Regions from separate parts of the Mus musculus genome. Here region 1 is linked to region 2. Evidence: chromatin contacts called from public HiChIP or PLAC-seq data. All regions are on one chromosome and are shown on one strand. The core of a region is the stretch at or near the end of the contact, and the rest is flanking DNA. Distances in the headings are between cores, read along the strand shown. Region 1 overlaps Ergic1 (endoplasmic reticulum-golgi intermediate compartment (ERGIC) 1). Region 2 overlaps Neurl1b (neuralized E3 ubiquitin protein ligase 1B).

Region 1 (6,474 bases), core at 3,353-5,852, 160 kb before region 2:
CTGTATTGGAGATGTGTATCATGTACATGTGGTGTGTACAGGTGCTTGCAGAGGTCAGAGGAAGACCCTGGGTATCTTGTTCTGTTACTCTTCATCTTACTCCCCTGAGACAGGGTCTCTCACTAAACCTGGAGTCAAGCTAGTGGCCAGCGAGCTTCAGTGATCCTCCAGTCTCTGAGCCCTAGCAACCCAGTTCTGAAGTTACCTGTGAGTGCCAAGTATTTGAACTCAGACCCTCACACCATGTAGCAAATGCTCTTACCCACAAGGCCATTTCCCTAGTTCCCGAAGATGCAACTTTAAAATATAAGCCCGTATTCCTTGTAAAATAACAAAAAATAATTCGAAAACAATCTAATATAACAGTGCTTGGGGTAGAATCCAAGACTTCACACACACCAGGCAAGCACTCTACCTCGGAGCTACCTCCAACCCACAACCTCAATAATCCCCGCTCAAGCCTTCTCCCCGCTCAAGCCTTCTCCCTGCTCACTTAAGGATGCCGGGGATTCACTGGTGAGGACTGTTTTCCACTTGTGGGGATGACATCAATGTTTGCCTTTGAAAATCCATCCATTTGAGCTTCTAAAAAAACGAAGACTACTCAAGTAAAATATGCTGTGTGCATAGGGTGGTGGATGTGTGACAGACGCAGCAAACACTGTGAGGGTGCCAAGAGTGGCTGCTGTGTGGGCCACACTGGAAAGGATCATAGGACAAGCCCCGTTTCCTAGCTGGGAGCCAGTGACACCAGCAAGGGGCATACTCCCCCTCTCGGGAGGGGCGGCCCAGACCCCCATTAGGAAACGCTATTCCTGGCAAGAGTGAATACATTCCAAAGAGACACATGTGTCCCTCTCTTCGGCTATCGGAATATTGAGTCCATATAGCTCAAGGAATTGGAATCTCCCCCAGGAACCTCATGCTGGAGAAGGCTGCATGGAGCCTGGTACCAGCCAGAAAGACATTCCAGAGTCCCAACTTGTCCACCTAGCAGGAGAGCCTGCAGCCCAGAGGAAGAAGAGCGGGGCACACTTTGATGGGGACTCTGGCCTTCTGTTTAAACCTAAATCTCCCATCAGGAGCCCTCAACAGAGGCTGCTGGGTCTCCTTATTGGTTCCTTTTTCCAATGTGGCCACACTGACCTCCACGGAGACCAATGAGAATGGTGGTCAAGCTTGGTTGTCAGTTGCTGCCGGGGGCCAGGCTCTGACTCTAGCTCAGATAACAAGGCCAGCTAACCTGCTGGGGAGAATTGTCACAGAGATAATTTTACACTTGGAAAGCGTCTACCTTCCCAACGCCATCCTCCACTAAGCCTTTCTCCAAACATGTACGGTTGTCCCAGATATCCTGGAGGACTAGCTTCAGGACTTCCTTCCTCAGAAACTCCAGGGACACGCAAATGTGTTGTATAGAATGTATATGGTAGGTAGAGAACTCATACATCCTTCCATATACTTGAAATGACTTCTCAGTGACTTACCCAAGAACACACTGTTGGTGAGTATACCAAACAGCATTGTTCAGGAACAAGAACCATACAGGGAAATCTATACACAGTAAAGACAGACATGATTTTCTGAGTATTTCCCATGGTTATCTGAATCTGTGAATGTACAGCCTGTAGGTTCAGAGGGCCCATTGCGAACAAGCTCTACCACGGAGACAGACTGCCAGCCCTCTTTTTTCTTTTTCTTTTTCTTTTCCTTTTCTCCTCCTCTTCCTCCTCTTCTTCCTCCTCTTCCTCCTCCTCTTCCTCTCCCCCTCCTCCTCCTCCTCCTCCCCCTCCCCCTCCTCCAGAGATAGTCTCTCCCTAAGTGCACCAGACAGGTCTTGAACTTGTGATCATCTTGCCTCAGCTCCAAAATAGCTGGGATGACAAGCCACTAGGCCCCTCACATTTTCTCCTCTTGCTCTTCTCTTTTCTTCTTTTTATGGATGGAAAGAAATTCAGCATAAACTTTGCACTTTAGACTTTTTGTTTTGTTTTGGTTTGGTTTGGTTTTGGTTTTTCGAGACAGGGTTTCTCTGTGTAGCCCTGGCTGTCCTGGAACTCATGTTGTAGATGAGGCTGGCCTCAAATTCAGAAATCCGCCTGCCTCTGCCTCCTGAGTGCTGGGATTAAAGGCGTGCACCACCACGCCTGGCTGACTATTTCTATCTCCAGAGGATAAACATGACTGCAGGTTCCCACCAGCTTCCTGGATGAGATGCTAACATCTCATGTAACTGAAATTCTCAAAACTAAGAAACTTGACATGATCCCATCAACTAGGCCACCAACTTTCTCAGGGTTTGGCTCTCTTGTCTTTCTGCTGGGCTCAGGTACCACACTGCATTCAGTTGTTGGAGCCCCCCCCCCCCAGGTCTGTGACTGGTCCTCAACTTTCTGCAGTAGGAAAGACAAGGAAATCATAGAGATGTGAGAAATGAAAAAGGGCCCCTGACTCTGAAGTCTCCATGGAGCCTCTAAGTGGCTGAGAAGCCAGACTAGACAGATGGTTGACAGTAGATAGATAGATAGATAGATAGATAGATAGATAGATAGATAGGTAGATAGATGGATGGATGGATGGATGGATGGATGGATGGATGTATGGATGATAGACCTACAATAAGTAAAAGATGACTGTAAATGAGATAGATACTTTATAATTTACCCATATAGAGATATTGTTAAAATGGTAATGAACTGGACATCATCTGTGACTCTCCTAAGCAGGACTATTAACATTGCTGACAGTGGGGATCTCCAACTGCCTGTGACCCACCGTCTCAAGTGCGACCCTGTCAGGTGCCCTTCAGGACTACCCAGAGATCTCACTCGGGTTCTTAGCAGATAACAAACCCTTTGAAGATATTATCTTTTAAATCCACCATAATCCTGTACCTGTCCATTGTAAAGACAAAGGCGTGTGGCCCTCAGAGAAGCCCACACCCAGGCTCTCTGGTGTCTTACTCTCTTCCCAAACACCTCATTTCCCCTTAGTACTTGGGCCAAAAACTAACATTAAAACCCCCCTCGTGGGCTGGTGAGATGGCTCAGTGGGTAAGAGCACCCGACTGCTCTTCCGAAGGTCCAGAGTTCAAATCCCAGCAACCACATGGTGGCTCACAACCATCCGCAACAAGATCTGACTCCCTCTTCTGGAGTGTCTGAAGACAGCTACAGTGTACTTACATATATTAATAATAAAATAAATCTTTAAAAAAAAAAAAAAAAAAAAAAAAAAAAAACCCCTCGTGAACTCCAATTCTCTTCATGTTGAATCATCATGAAATTCTTCTCCGCAGTGAAGCCAGGAATCAAGGGATTTCCTGAGTGGAGGAGGCCTCTGAAGGGCACCCTTCAGACTGCTGCAGTCTGTCCCCTCCCCTGGTTTCACTGGTAGTTTTTAGAAGGTCCCAGCCTGGGTTTGTCAGATGCTGCCAGGTGTCACCTCTTGTGGCTCTAACAGATTGGGTAAGTTCTGCCCCGAGGTTTACCTGGCCTGTGGTTCTAAGCATGGGGCATTTGAAGAACATAGCATCGGCGCTCAGGTGCGGCTCTGTGCTGCCTCGGCTAGAAAGAAGGGGGGCTCTTAAAGTAACCCCCATTCTGCCCTCTGGAGATGCAGCTCAGCCGTAGAGCACACATGCAAAGGCTCTGGGTTCCATCCCCAGCACGGCACGAACAAGCAGACACCTTGAAACGCCATCAAATGACGCCTTAGAAGCAACATGGAGGCATCAGCTGAATCTAGAATATGGAGCAAATGAAAACAGCTCAACCCCCAAGCCCAGCAGCTGTCGGCCCGTACCCATGCTACACTGTACAACCCCACTGTTTGTAAGCCCAGTCCCTGGGGCTTTTCTTGGCATACAGCAGAAGCCCAGTGCATTCCTCAAATGATCCAAGAAACGAAGTGATAGATTCAGGGGACACGCCAAGCAGCAAGTCTGTTCCCTGTACCCGTGGGCTCCAGCGCCAGTCTACTCTAGCAAACTCTCCTGCCCGCTGGAGGAAAACAGAAAGGGAGGGTGAGTCTAATTTTGCCCTGGAATGTGGCCTTTTTCAGTCAGCTGGAGAGGGTGATAAGGAAGTGGCCATGGGAACCGTGGGAATGGGGAAGGCAGACCCCATTCACGCAGAGCAGGAGGCGCTAGCCCTGGTGGAATGTGCAGGGTGTGGGGCGCCAGGAAGCAGAATTCCTGAATGACTGGCTAGGGCTGGGCCTCAGGACCGCAGTCCCCTAGGGAACCCGTGCGGCCAAAGGCAGTGTCTCATCAAAACAGGAAGATCACAGAGGAAAAATGCACATGTAAGCGGACTGGTATTTACAGGGATCGGCCCCGCTGTGACCCTAGCAGGGGTATAGAGGGGATGCAGGGCAGAGAGAAGAACTTAGGGTCGGCCATGCTAATTCTCTGGTGTGGTGCAGAGTCTTCTATGTAGGCCACACACTGCCTCCCAGCCCTGCAGCCTAAGAAGCTATAAGGAAAGGTATGGAGAAGAGGACCACAAACAGACTTCCTGGGTATGTCCCACAGGCTACTGACAAATGCCCTGTCAGGGCTTTCTCACCACATGCCTAGCCTGCAACAGCTTCGACCCTTGGACAGTAGGGATTGCTGCTCCCATATTCGCAGGGTGTTAAAAAGGCTAAGATAACAAACTTTGACCAGTGTGCACACTGGCTGGCCAGGGTGGACAGCTGTTCCTGCGTCTGGGCTGGGTTGACACTGTCACATACCACGACCCTGGAATACTTAGCTGAGATGCCTCCAGCCCACTCTGTGCTCAAGATCCTGGGATACTGTCCTTGAACCTGCGACTCTTCTGTGAACCAGGATCCTCTTCTGCCTAAGAGGATGCTACAAGAGGCTTCTGGCCCCGGAGATGGCACACGCAGTAGTTCATGTGTGCCACACAGCTTTGCCCTCACACAATGTGTGGATTATCAGCCCAATGTTACAGATGAGAAGGCAGTGCCACAGTGATGACAGACCGACACAACTTCCCACGGCCAGCAAGGGGTGGAGCCCAGGCTGGGACCATTCCCTACTACACACAAGTCTGGCCAAGTCTTCAAGACTCATTGGGGCTGGGGGAGGAGAGGAGTCTCCGGTCCAGAGTCTCTACAGGGAAGTGACAGGAAGAGAGGAGAGGCATCTTCCTGAAAGCACTGGACAGGAAATGATGCTTCTACTATGGAAGTGGCAACAACCTGGATGTGAATGAGGACTGACCCCAGCCATGCCCATCGCTAAGTCCTTCTCCAGCATCAAGCAGGCCACTTCATCTCTGCAACAGTGCCGTGAACCAGGCACTGGCCTCCATCCCCTTTCACAATGAGCAAACTGAAGCCCCACAGGCTCCCTTGCTCACCAGTGCAAGAGTCAACACAGAGAGTGTGAATGGGCATGGACATATGTCAACATGGCCCTAAAGTCTACTGGCCCACGGGGGACTCCAATACTTTTAAGTTCCCCAGCTAGGGTGTCCCCATGTAGGCTCTCTGGCCCTTGGTGACACTCACCTAGAGCTGTCTGCACACCCAGTACTCTCCTAACATTCTCTATGTGCAGTGCTTCATTCACTCTTGCCACACCCCTGAGGGAGGCAGAACGCTGCTTCCGTTGGTAAGTGGAGGTAGTGAGGAGTGAGGCCAAGGAGGCAAGCTAGAACTCAGTCTTAGTTCTCTGCCCCGCCTCCATGAACGAGGCAAGGTGACGGACAGTCGGCCTAGAAGGGAGAGCACACCCTCTGCCATCTTTGAAACTGGGCCTACCCATGCCACCAGGCCTTCAGCTACTTTCTTCTGCGCCTACGTGTTTCTCCACGCAGCTGCTCCTACCTTCCTCAGAATGACATCTGTTCTAGAACCTTCTGTGGCTCCCACCAAGTGACCAGCATGTGAAGGTCCACCTCAGCTGTCTATTCCATCTCTCACTGCCCTCCCACCTCACAGTACTCACTGGGGACAGACATTACAATGTCACAATGCCATCTCTTCCCTCCAACTCACATTTGTCTACATGCCCGCGTCTAAGAAGCCCCTGCCACACTGACCCCCTCACACATCTACCACTTGCTTCTCTTCCAGTCAAACGTGTGACTCCTCCCCACCTCCCCCGGTGGGCTCTGCCTCTTTTAAGTCGGGTTCCCGTCTACCTGCCTGGGCCCTGCTGAATGTTCAGCATGTCCCCGCTTCTCCAGCCTTACTGCAGCCTTGCCACTCTCTCAAGCCCAGCCCTTCATAGTTGTGACACGCTGTCTGCCCTGGAACAGGGGTATCACTAGGTCAGGTCTTCTGTGGCTAGAGCGCTTTGGTGAGCTCCTGCCAAGATGCCTTGTACTGCGTCACCCGCCCATTGTCTTTTCATTAACTGGCTGGATGTGACTTACAATTTAATAAGGGACATGTGATGAATTGAAGGTCAAGGTTTTCAAAACATCTTTCAATGTGGAAAATGTGAATCAAAGAGAG
Region 2 (6,202 bases), core at 2,571-5,070:
ATGCCAATCCTCCCCAATCCTCAGGCCACTGACCCTCTGATCTATGTCAGGCTGGCACTCACTGCCAGGCATGCTGGAAGCTTCCACAACGCTGGAGCAATGATGGCATTCTGGCTTCACCCAGAAGCAGAGCTTGTCCACCTTTAACAAAAGCAGAGGCTTCGTTGGGAAACCCTGCCGAGCTCCAAAGATGTGCTGGACACAGGTCTCCAAGTTCGGTCCTGAAGCTGGAAACACCCCTGCGGAGTCACTACCTTTCATTTTCAACAGGGAAGAGAAACTGAGGCTACGAGGCCAGACTCGGGGCCTTCCTCCAACCCACCCATCTTCAGGGCAGCTGGTTATATGCTTGGGGAAAGGGCAGTGTAGAATCACAGGCCTTACTGAGAGCAATGAAGAGTGTACAGCCTTCTCTCCCCAGAAACAACCCACACTCCGTGCACACAATCGGACTTTCACTTCAGAGGTATCCTGAACCCTTGGATCACCCATCCTTAGATTGTAGACCTTGAACGAGAAATATGTGGTTCAAGAAATTGTTGCTCTGGTACAACATGCAAACCAGCTCTGCAGGCAGCACAAAATAATATGGGATGTGCCTGTGTGTGTGGCAAGCTTCAGAGATAAGAAAACACACACACACACACACACACACACACACACACACACACACACAAAACCCTGAGGCTTCCCGCCATACCAAAAGGGCAAGGACTTGGATGTCCTTGGCAGCAGAGGAGACCTTCCCATTGGTGGATTTGAAGTGGCTAGAAAACGACAAACTCACCCTGGCTCCCCTGCCAAACACAGCAACAGGCGCACAGGGGACTTTGTTCTTGGCCTCACAGGCCTTGCTGGCCAGCACCCTGGGTGGACGAGAGCCAGCCCGCGCTGGAAACTGCCACTGGCTGCCTCTTCTTTGCTCTGCAAACAGCTATCAACACTCAAGAGCCATGGAGGGCTGCTGGGGAGAAAGTCTTGTCTGTTCTCTGGGGCCCATGAAGTGTAACTGCCCCCTCAGCTGCTCTGGCTTTGAAGGGAGCCCAGGCAGAGTGTCATCTGGCTGTCCTTCCAACTGTATGTCCCCATCTTGGCCAGGTTCATTCTTGAGGAAAGGACCCAGGAAACGCCAGCCTATGGGAGCTAGCTTCAGGGTTAAGACCTCAGAGCTGTGAAGGCCAGAGAGAATGTCCCTCATTCCTTCCTCGGCACATCACTTCCTCCTCCGCATGACAGCTCCGTAGCATCCACTCTGCGCCAGGGCCTGTGTGGGATGTGGGGTGCGCATCCCAGTGAGTCCCAGAGAGGGCTCCCCTGCTGTCTCCTTCCCCCTAGGAGGTAGATTTAGAGCGGAAAGCAGCTCTAAGGACACACAGACTAACTGCACAGGGAGGTCAGAGGAGCTGTCCGTCAGACAGAAGAAGGACTGGCAGATGCGGTTCAGGCAGGGGAACGGGCAGCGGGGAAACCTGGGAGAGGAGAATAAGCAGACAGCATTGGGAGCTTTAGTGGAGCAGGAGGATGCAGGGGGAGCCAAGGGCTGTGTGATAAAGGGTCTTAAAGCCCAGGCAAAGATCGTCAAGAAAGCTTGGGGCTGCTTAAGAGTTTGAAGCTGGACAATGCCCCCAATGGATCTACCTCTCTGAAGAATGAAGTGCAAACTGTAAACCTCCCTTTATTCCCTGCCTGTCCAAATGGCCCAATAGAAGAGGCATGAGAAAGGCGGCATGAGAAAGGCAGCCAGGATTTTGAACATCGAGTCCAACTGCCGCACCCCCCACCCCAGTGGCTCTTCTCCAGGCAGCCCTGGCAGCTGCTCACTGATAAGGGCGGGAGCTGCCCAGGCCTGTGTTTCCCTCTCTTTGCTTTGCAGACAGCCACTCCCCCAACCTGGTGCTCTGAGCGGAGGCTTTGTGCCAGGTGAGCACCTACAGGTTCTCCTAAGAGTTGGGTGTTTGTGCCAACAGACCTACTCAGCACTTTGAAGGGTGGACATGGAACAGGAGTGAAACAGGCTCTCTAGCACACTCCTCTTCGCAGACTCACACTGCATAGCATGTCCACCCCAGGTCTCTCTAACACCCCAACCTGCAAGGAGAGCATTGCAGATGTAAGTGAGGCCATTGTGGACTTGGCACGGAAAGGGACTCTGGCTGGGGCAGGCAGAGTAGCAGTGGAAACCATCCATCAGCTGGTTACAGCCTCAAAAGAAGGTCAGCATTTGGCGGAACTCAGGACGGACAAAGGCAAAAAATCTGAAAAGGGAACGAGGTGGCTGGGAGGAGGGGGAGGGGGGGCTCCCATGGAGGAGGAGCTCCGAGGGAGGGCCTGCAGCCCTGAATGGAGCTACAGGGACACCTGCTGGAAGGCTGATCCTTCGATCCCAAGCCCACCACCCCAGAGACAGAGGTGGCTGCTACAAGCCCTGCCCCTGAAGAAGAGGACCTTGGAGAGGCAGAGGAACTGCCTAAGCCCCGGCTGACTGAGGTGGGCTGACAGTGGGATTCTAAGCAGCCATCTAAAATGGGATCAAGATGCTGTGACCACGGCCTGTGAGGAGGCTTAGCACATAGTAGGCCAGGGTGTGCTTAGTTTTGCACCGCAGGCTGGCTATTTTAGTGTCTCATAGTGCCTACTGCCCTAAGAGGTGAAGGCCTGTGCTGAGCCTGTGAGAGCCTCCTTCGTACTGGGTTCAGGCTTCCTGCAGCCAATCTATAGGTCAAAACCCATTTCATAGATGGGAAGATGAGGTCTAGAGATGGAGAGGGTCTAGCCATGGCCAGGGCACAGGTCAACCACACTTGAGCGAAAGCCCACACTTGTTTCCATGGGACAGGAAGGAGATGTTGGGTGTGAGAGGGCAACTTAGTCTTAATCCCTCATCTCAACAAATCTGGGGATGCGGATTCTTTGCCTCTAAGCATAGAGGCCACACATGGAGTCCTACTGTGTGCAGGGGTCTAACTTACTTCTGTCTCTCATTTCCAGAGCTGGAGGAGAGCAGTACCATTGTCACTCTGATCCTAAAGATGGCGAGGGGTGGGGGGGGAGTTCAGAGTGGGGAGCTAGCTTGCCCGAGGACACACAGCTTACAGGCAGCAGGACAGAGATTTGCACTAAGCACTGCCTCCAAGCCCAGGGCTCTTTCTTATACCTCTCTTGGAATTCTAGCCAAGTCCAATTGTAATTGTTGTAAGACCTTGGGTCCGGCTCCAGACATCAGTGCCCAAATCTGTCAAGAGGGAGATAGAGCCAGGCAGTGGTGGTGCACGCCTTTAATCCCAGCACTTGGGAGGCAGAGGCAGGCAGATTTCTGAGTTCGAGGCCAGCCTGGTCTACAAAGTGAGTTCCAGGACAGCCAGTGCTATACATAGAAACCCTGTCTTGAAACAAGCAAACAAACAAAACAAAAAACAAAAAAAGAGGGAGATAGAGTGAGAAGGCACAGAGCCCCCTGGTTCTGAGAACAAAGCCCCCATCTTCCGGAACAGAGTCCTATGCCACAACCGGGACACATGGAAATTCCACTCCTCCATCTTGTGCCCTTGAACACCAAGGACCTTGAAGGACAGGAAGCTCCCTTGAGGCCCAAGGAGAGGCTGTCTCCAGTGGAAAGTTACTGAGTCCAGCTTTGGAGGCACAAGGTGGAGCGTGTGCCTACCCATCCCATAAATCTATCATCCTGGGGGGCCAAGGGGAAGCGAGCACATGCCTAAGGGCCATAACTGTGGTATAAACTGGGTGGTGTTGAGGGTGCAAACAAAATGCCCTGGGCCCTCTGCCAGCCCACAGCCAGATGCCCCCACCTATCCACTTCCCCAAATGGCTTACTCATTAAAGAGCTTTTCCTACCAGTGGGAGGCAAGGTCTGAGGTAGGGTGCTACTAGGCCAGCGGAGTCCCCGTGAGAAGGAATGAGGAAGGATTAGGGTGCTTGGCGGCTGTTCACAAACACCTGCCATTGAGCTGAGCCGCATAGAGGTTGGCTGGATTAGCTGGAGAGGGTGGCTTCCCATCACCTCACTGTCCTGATCTGTAAAACGGGTCTAACTCCTACAGACCATTAAGGGGACATAAATGCAAGGGTCAGAGAGCCATAGAAAGCATTCCTGGCTCACCGGGGCACCCTATCCCAAGATCCCAGAACAGACTGTCCTCCGAGGATATATGTGACATATGGCTATGGCAAGCCACTCCAGACACAGGCATTCATTCCCTCACCCTTGCACCAGGGGCCTTGACTTGTGGAAGTCCTTCAGCACTAAAATCTGTTTCTCTCGACACAGCAGACCTCTGCCCACACTGCCCTGCATATCATGTCTGAAAGTAGTTCACAGGTCCTGGAGGCCCCAGCTGCTAATGGGGGACATTTCCAATGGGATGGCCTGTGTCTCTTCCCAGCTGCACTGCCCAGAAAGCCCCAGGACAGTGCCTATCCTCTGACTGGCTTTGGCAAAGGCTGGGATATATACTCCAGATATGGTGGCTTCTCAGGCAGAAACCCATGGTGAGCCCACCAGGAGCGTGCTCAACTTTCCATGCCTGCAGGTGGGATTCAGGACAACCAAGCAAAGAATGCAGAACTGTTAACTGAGTTAACCTGCAGGGGGCACCCTCTTCAACCCAGCAGTCCTCAGGACCATTCCTGCCCTCCAACGTGCAGAAACTGTGTGCCCCAGGGTAAGAGACTGTTTCTCTTTGTAGCAGTCTCCCACCAGTTACATGTGGCTAACAGCAGTGGCTATTAGGGCCTGTGCTGAGGCTTAAACAAGCTGCTGCCTTAGGATAGTGTTTGGCTCACACAGGCTGCTGTACGTTAGCAGTTATTATTACCCTGTGTCTGACTCCTCTGAGAACACCTGATCCGGGCTCACGGTGGAGCAGTCGGCTGGCTGGGTGAATTCATGACTCTAAGGCACAACATGAACACTTTTTTGGTCCAGAGCTAGGCACACCTGGATGGTATCATCGCCTCAGTGTGCCAGGAGAGGGTGTGGCTTGGAAGATCATGCTACCCAACTGGCTGAAGGGGATGCAGAGCACAGATGTAGGTAGATAATCTAGGACCCTGGCCGACACCGTCCATGACAGCCAGAGTGGGGACAGGATGTTCCTGCCTGACATCCAGCCTGTCAGCTTTGCCCACTGAGCTCGGGTTAGCAAAAGTGGGCCTGTGGTGCCGGCTGTGGTGTGGGTATGCAGGTTCCATTGGGCAGGCACATGCACTCTGAAAGAGGCCAGTGCGGAGCCACACCCACCTTTGTGGATGCAGAGCCCAGGGTGCTGGGAGGGGATGTTTTGCTATAGGCAAGCGGGATACAGATGAGTCACCTTCAGATGACAGAGAAGGAAAGTCCCAGGATGCTTAGGGTGGGGACAAGGGGCATCCACTTGATGATGGACAAAGGTTCCTGAGGGCAGGCCTGAGGTTGGGTGGCTCACCTGACTCTTCTCAGCCACCTAACCCAGGGCAGGTTTTATTACTGCTCTGAGTCTGTTTCCTGGTCTTGTGCCTGAGCCTCTGCTCCCACTGTCTGCCTCTAGGCTTCTGTTTTACACCCCCAGAGCACAGCACTAAATACAGACAGGAAGTACAGGCTCTTCCCTTTCCACCCAGGGAGGATGAAACAGTCTGACCTGGCCCTGGTGGGGAAGCTAGGGAGTAGATTGCACTCGGTCTGTAAAATCCTTCAACTATCACATCCCTCCCCACAAGTCACCCAGTTAGTACCGGCCCCAGACCTCCGCAGTTCTGCTCCTGTCTTCTCCCCCAACCTGGGGTCTTTGACCTTGAGCCCTCTGCCTTCAAAGTCACTTTTCCCCAGGATGGAGTACATCTCCTCCAGGAAGCACTCCCTGACTCATCTTCAGGTCTCTCTTGCCACTCACCATCACTACTGTGTCTTGCCTGGTGTCACCCACTAGAACCTGACTCCCCAAGACCAGGCTATGGTCCCTGTCCCAGATGAGTGTGCCAACTGCCCTATCAATAGCAGGTGCTCTGGAAAGGGCCTGAGAGCCTGAGACCAATGTCCATGTGCCTGAAGGGAACCTTCCAATCTAGCCCTGGATCTGAGGTTGAGACTGACCCAGCCACCTGCCAGCCAGTCCTTATGGCCCCCAGAGGCAAGGCTGGGAACTTCTTTCCCGAGTGACAGCCATGATGGTCTTCTGTCTTGCTTACCAGACCCTACTCAATTGAC

Evidence for each region. HiChIP or PLAC-seq counts read pairs in DNA pulled down with a chosen protein or histone mark.
Region 1: an HNF4G HiChIP or PLAC-seq map of pancreatic cancer cells shows a contact between it and region 2. The contact joins two enhancer-like sites. A contact is called at or near these places in 2 of 115 datasets of contacts at active chromatin or transcription factors (memory CD8 T cells and pancreatic cancer cells) and 2 of 9 other capture datasets (adipose tissue and liver).

What each region holds. Positions count from the first base shown.
Region 1 is chr17:26,582,404-26,588,877 of GRCm38.p6, reverse strand. All of the region lies in intron 1 of Ergic1 (endoplasmic reticulum-golgi intermediate compartment (ERGIC) 1), which reads right to left. Among named protein-coding and RNA genes, the nearest start is that of 1700049J03Rik, 20 kb to the right of the region's middle. Within about 2 kb of position 4,602, at least 170 of the 459 cell types and tissues checked have an H3K27ac peak or open chromatin away from gene starts, as enhancers often do. A contact at or near this core is called in pancreatic cancer cells, where this site is marked.
Region 2 is chr17:26,420,174-26,426,375 of GRCm38.p6, reverse strand. The region is part of intron 1 of Neurl1b (neuralized E3 ubiquitin protein ligase 1B); the gene reads right to left. Among named protein-coding and RNA genes, the nearest start is that of Neurl1b, 8.4 kb to the right of the region's middle. Within about 2 kb of position 3,820, at least 59 of the 459 cell types and tissues checked have an H3K27ac peak or open chromatin away from gene starts, as enhancers often do. A contact at or near this core is called in pancreatic cancer cells, where this site is marked.